Regions from separate parts of the Sus scrofa genome. Here region 2 is linked to region 1. Evidence: chromatin contacts called from public HiChIP or PLAC-seq data. All regions are on one chromosome and are shown on one strand. Each heading gives the region's core, a stretch centred on a gene start, on an enhancer-like site or on the middle of the called end of the contact. The rest is flanking DNA. Distances are from core to core; before and after follow the strand shown.

Evidence for each region. HiChIP or PLAC-seq counts read pairs in DNA pulled down with a chosen protein or histone mark.
Region 2: a contact with region 1 is called in an H3K27ac HiChIP or PLAC-seq map of alveolar macrophages. The contact joins the promoter of LRWD1 here to the enhancer-like site in region 1. A contact is called at or near these places in 1 of 5 promoter capture datasets (liver), 17 of 47 Hi-C or Micro-C datasets (alveolar macrophages, blood, brain and 9 more) and 2 of 2 datasets of contacts at active chromatin or transcription factors (alveolar macrophages and skeletal muscle).

The regions. Positions count from the first base shown.
Region 1 is chr3:9,753,654-9,756,353 of Sscrofa11.1, forward strand. It overlaps PRKRIP1 (PRKR-interacting protein 1), which reads left to right. Exons shown (of 7, transcript XR_002342313.1): 6 at 1-1,333; 7 at 2,151-2,700. Among named protein-coding and RNA genes, the nearest start is that of ORAI2, 28 kb to the right of the region's middle. Within about 2 kb of position 1,263, at least 10 of the 83 cell types and tissues checked have an H3K27ac peak or open chromatin away from gene starts, as enhancers often do. A contact at or near this core is called in alveolar macrophages, liver, retroperitoneal adipose tissue and 1 more, where this site is marked.
Region 2 is chr3:9,804,837-9,807,536 of Sscrofa11.1, forward strand. LRWD1 (leucine-rich repeat and WD repeat-containing protein 1) reads left to right here and starts at 1,415. Exons shown (of 15, transcript XM_021086276.1): 1 at 1,415-1,650; 2 at 2,129-2,363; 3 at 2,470-2,586. The coding sequence starts at 1,571. It overlaps ALKBH4 (alpha-ketoglutarate-dependent dioxygenase alkB homolog 4), which reads right to left and starts at 1,394. Exons shown (of 3, transcript XM_003480995.4): 1 at 1,231-1,394. The coding sequence starts at 1,353.

The DNA of each region.
Region 1 (2,700 bases), core at 13-2,512:
CGAGGGGAAGGGAGCCTCTGTTTGCAGCTCACTTTCCCTCCCAAAGCCGTGCTTGCAGAAGCAAGTAGGCCCCCACCCCCAGGGCTCGTCGTCCCCTGTCCGCAGGACTCGGCAGGACTCGGCCCGGCCCGTGGGAGAGAGGACTGTCTCCTGACACTGCCAAGGGCCCGGCCGGGGTCACAGACGTTTCCGCTAAAGGGGAAGCTGTCTTGCCTGTTCTTCCAGTGCCTGTTCTCATGTAACTGAACAGTGATGAGTTTGGGGCTGGTTTCTGTGAAAGGAATGTTTTAGTAAAAAACAGAAAAACTTCAGGTTTTGTTGAGACCTGTGAAATGCTGATGACAGAAGCAGTAGAGAAGGCTGGGGGATGACAAAGGAGGGCCTGTTTCTCAGACTTGGTGAAGGAGATGGCCTAGGCCCTGGTGCCAACGCACACTGCAGGGTGCGTGACCGCCCTTTCCTTCAGCCGAGGGTGCCCTGCAGCGGGAGACGTGGGACTTAACCAGGGCCTCAGCAGAACGGAGGACCTGGATGTGTGCAAAGAGCTTGGGGAAACCTCTGGAGACACGGAAAGCAGCAGGTAGAGAGGCCCGGCAGGGCCGGACCAGAGCGGAGCGGGTGGCCTGGGGGATCCTAGCTGCACTGCAGGGGAGGCGGATGCAGCGGCCACCAGCTGCATCTTCATCCCGAGGTAAGAGGGGAGCGCAGCAGAAATCGGGAGCTTATGTGGACAGCCTTTCAGCCAGCAGGAGGAATAGACGGTTTCTAAGTAGAGCCTTTGCTCTTTTTTTTTTTTTTTTTTTTTTGCTATCTCCCAAGTTTCTAAGGCTATTTTGTGCCTTTTATGGAGTTACAGAGAATTAAGGAAATAGTGGTTTTGAGTGAAGGGAAACTGAAAGATACATCTTTTCTTGATTTCCCGGACCCCACCCTGAGCCATGTGACATCTGTGATAACGTCTGGGTTTCCGCAGCTCAAGTCAACAGGAATTTTTCTTTCCTAGGAAGCCGAAATGGAAAGTCATTCCTCATAAATTAGCGCATGCCCTGGCTCTACCTTTTAGAAGCCGTGTTTCTCTTTCCTCAGGGACTGGCGGGCCAGCTTTGTGTGCTCCTGTCTTTGAACCGTTGGATTCCCCCAAAGTGTGTCCTAAGTCCTGCTTTGAGTCTGCAGCCCGGATCCTGGGGGCATTCCCTCCCGCTGGAGGCTGTAGCTCTGGGTTTCAGTTCCGACACTGCCTCCGATGAGACGGGGAACTCTGGGCAAGTCACTTCCTGCCTCGGCCCTGTGCCAAGATCTGGACGAGACACCACAGCATGTGGATGCTGGACAGGTGGGTGAACGGCTAGACAAATGGGAGGGTGCCAGACTGGATGTTTGTGTTTTCACCTTTACTCCATGTCTGAGGGGGGTGTTCAAGGAGCGACTATCCTCCCGCAGTTTGGGTTAAGGGGTGAGCAGTACCTTAGATGGATGGACTCTCTCTGTGATCAAGCAGAAGCTTGCATCTGCTTGCCCAGCATGCCCAACAGAGCCAGGTGACTGCGGTGACCTAACGTACAGTTTATTGCAGGGGGTCAGGCCTGGAGAAGGGGCAGCTGGTGCTCAAAAGACCCACACTCCCTGCTGGCTTTCAGGGAAAGGCTTTTAAAGACGGGGAGGGCGAGGGTCACAGGGTGGTGATCAGCTCAGCTGCACTTCCGACTGGTGGATGGTGAGTAACTGGGTACTGGTTCAGGAAGCTCAGCCGTCGGCCTTCGGGTTCCAGCCAGTCTGGGATCTCTGTGCTGGTGGTCCACGTGCAATAGCCCCACCCTTGAATTGTTTTGCTGATATGATCTACAGCCCTTGAGGAGGAACTAAAGGTCCTTGACTTGGTTTTACGGCCAGAGGTTTTCTACAAACAGGGGACTTGGTGGAGGTGGCGGTGTCTGCCTCTAGGAAGGCCTGTAGGATCCTGCTCGCTTTCAGTCCCCTCTTTAATACGCCACAGTCCTGAGGGGAACGGGCAAGGGACTGCTCGGGCTACTTCCTGCTGACTGAGGGCAAGGTCGCTTGTTCAGGATTCGAGGAGCCACCGACGTTCACTTGAAAGAATTCTCGAGTTGCTTTGTAATATGAAAACTACCTTTCTCTTTGCTTTGTCACAGCACCTGGACAAACATTTGAAAATTAGTAGACAGATTACAGTGAAGATAATGATCAAAATGCACCCTCTTCCCATGCCAGATGCCAACCAGGAACGTAAGGTTTGGAGTGGGTCCTCTCGGTCTGTACACTCCGCAGCCACGCAGCCCCTTCAGTTCTGAGCTTCCGGTTCTCCAGAGGCATTGATGTATACCTAACAGGAGCTGCCGGCCCCTACCCGTCCTGTGGTGGTGGTTGTCAAAATATAATTTAATTTAAAGCAATTTTATTAACCAGTACCATTCTGACGGAAGAAGCTAGTGCCTTCTGGGAGGCTACTGCTGGAGCTGTCTCGTTGGTTATTTTTTCTACAGAGCAAGGTTTCATAGCTATAAGAGGACACCTTGAGACCGTCAGGTTTGCGGCTGCTACCATTGCTTTGAGAATGGCTGGGGGTGTCCTTGAGTCCAATACAGTTTAGACAGTTCAGGTTCTCGGTAATGTAGGGCCACGTCTGCAACCGTGTCCATAATGGCCACCCAGATGGCATTGTGGGTGACGGAGCCGCAGTTC
Region 2 (2,700 bases), core at 165-2,664, 51 kb after region 1:
TTCATAGGCTAGGGGTCAAATCGGAGCTGCAGCTGCCAGACTACACCACAGCCACACAGCAACACTGGATCCAAGCCGCATATGTGACCTAAGCTGCGCCTCGTGGCAACTCCAGATTCTTAACCTACTGAGTGAGGCCAGGAATCAAACCCACAATCCTCATGGATACTGGTCGGGTTCTTAATCTGCTAAGCCACAATGGGAACTCCCATCATTCTACTTTCTGTCTGGGTGAATGTGACTACCCTAGGGACTTCATGTAAGTGGAAACATGCAGTATTTGCCTTTTTGTGACTGGCTTATTTCACTTTGCCTAATGTTCTCAGGGTTCGTCTTTGTTGTAGCAAGTGCCTGGATTCCCTTCTGTCCTTTTCAAGGCTGAATGATATTCCATGGCATGGATGGACCACGTTTTATTCATCCTTTCATCTGTCCCTGGATACCTGGGTTGCTTCCACCTTTCAGCTACTGTAACTGCTATGTAGCTCTTCAAGACTCTGCTTTCAATTCTTTTGGGACATACCCAGAAGGGGGACTGCTGGGTCATATGGCAGCTCTACTTTAATTTTTCTGAGGAACTGCCACTATTTTCCACAGGAACTTTCAAGCTTTTTCAAGCCTGTGGCAGTTGCTTCACTGGCTTCCCAGTCTCCTTTCCTTCCCATCCATTCCTCCCCTTCCCGGGACCTCTCTAAAATTCACATGTAACTCCCTTTAAAACCCTCAAGAGCTCGCCATGGCCCTCAGGGCAAGTCCAGCCTGCCTTCTGTGGTCAGGCCCACCGGCCTCCCTCACCTGAAGCATCACCCACCTTCCCCAGGCCTCGGCCCAAGCAGTTCCCCAGCTGGAACGCCCCTGCCGCCCTCCGTGGCCCAGGGTCCCTTTTTTTATGAGTTCATTGGAATGAATTTCCTCCTTGCCCACTTCCATCCGAGGCCCTCTGCCCCGGTTTTCGGCCCCATCTACTCTCTTCGTGGGTCTCGTCACCGGACCCTAAAGCTTCCCGCCCCAGACACGGGGGCGCTATGTTTGCTGTCAGACTCCACACAAGTTCGGGGTGAGCTGCTGTCGAACCTTACCCACGTCCCAGGCCCTTCGCCACTCCCAGCTCACTCCTCAAAGCCGTCATCTCCTCACCCCGCTACGCCCCCCTCGGTAGGACCGCTGACCGGTCTGATTCCCGGATGAAGAATGGAGTTGTGGGCGCGGCCCTTCTCTCCCAGCCCTCACCTGCGGGGAGTGCTGCCAGGGCGGGTCACCTCCGCGTTGCCGCTCGCAGATCAGACAGGTCCGGATGCCCTTGCAGCCGCATTCCCGAAGGACCTCGGGGGCCGCCACCGCCGCAGCCGCCATCGCCGCGTCCTGGCAGCCAGAGCGCAGGCGCAGGGCCGCGGGGGCCGCCGGGAGTTGTAGTCCGCGGGCGGGACATGAGGCCCGCGGGGCCGCTTCCTTCCGGTCGTCGCCGGCGACGGATTCGCGCGGCGCCACCTCCTGGACTCGGCAAACCGCTGGCGCCAGCACCGGAGTCCCGTGCCGCCGTTCGGGCCACCGCGAGCCGCGCCTCCCCGCCATGGGCCCCCTTTCGGTGCGTCTGCTCATCCAGCGGGGGAGACCCAAGAGCGACCGGCTGGGGAAGATCCGGAGCCTAGAGTAAGGGCTGGGGCTACACAGCCTACCGCCGGGCCTGGGTCGCCGGGCGATTGGGAAGAAAACCTGGGATCTTTCCTCTCTCCCTGTCCGGCCTCGTTATCACCCTGTCGGTTCCACAGAGTCTTTAATCATTCGGCCCAAACGCCGTCTTCTCGCTATGAGACGGGTCTGGTGGGCCTGGGCTGCTGGGGAGAAAATCTTGCATAAGGAATAGGGAGCAACCTGTTGAGATAACTACAGAGGACCTGGAAAGCAGAGACACCTCCCCCCTCCCCGCCCCCAGAGGATCAGGAAAAGAATCCTGGAGGGGGCCAGCTGCTCCAGGTTCTAAAGAAGTTCTAAGCTAAAGGTGGGGGGATGTTGGGAAAACGCGGGAAAATGTCAGGCAGAAAAGCCTTGTGAAGTGCCTGGGTTGCCATGGGTGCAGGTGGGAGGCCCGCACACCCCCTAAGCCCGTCCTCTCTGCCCTTCCCCCCAGCCTGTCAGGGCTGAAACTGCTCTCAGAGCATCTGGACCCCAAGCTCCTGAGCCGCCTGAAGCAGCTGCAAGAGCTGGACCTCTCCAACAACCAGCTGGAGACACTGCCCGCCAACCTGGGCCTGTCCCACCTGCGCATCCTCCGCTGCGCCAACAACCAGCTGGGCGACGTCACTGCCCTGTGCCAGTTCCCACAGCTCGAGGAGCTCAGCCTGGAGGGCAATCCTTTCCTGACAGTAAGTGTGGGCCCCCGGCGGCTCCATGCCCAGGGCCAGCACTCTATGGGCTTGGGCTCAGCCACAGGCTGAGGCAACCACAAGCTCCTCTTCCCTCACCCCCCAGGTCAGTGACAACCTGAAAGTCTCCTTCCTCCTGCCCAAGCTCCGCAAGGTCAATGGCAAGGATGCTTCCTCCACTTGCTCTCAGGTGGAGAACCTGAACCGGGAGCTGACCAGCAGGGTAAGGGGCGGGAAGGTGTCTCTGGTGCTTGGGAGTCGTTGGGGGCCTTGAGGAGCCAGTGATGGAAGTGAATGTTTGGAGGACACTGAGGGTGGGGTATGGGGGGCAGCTGAG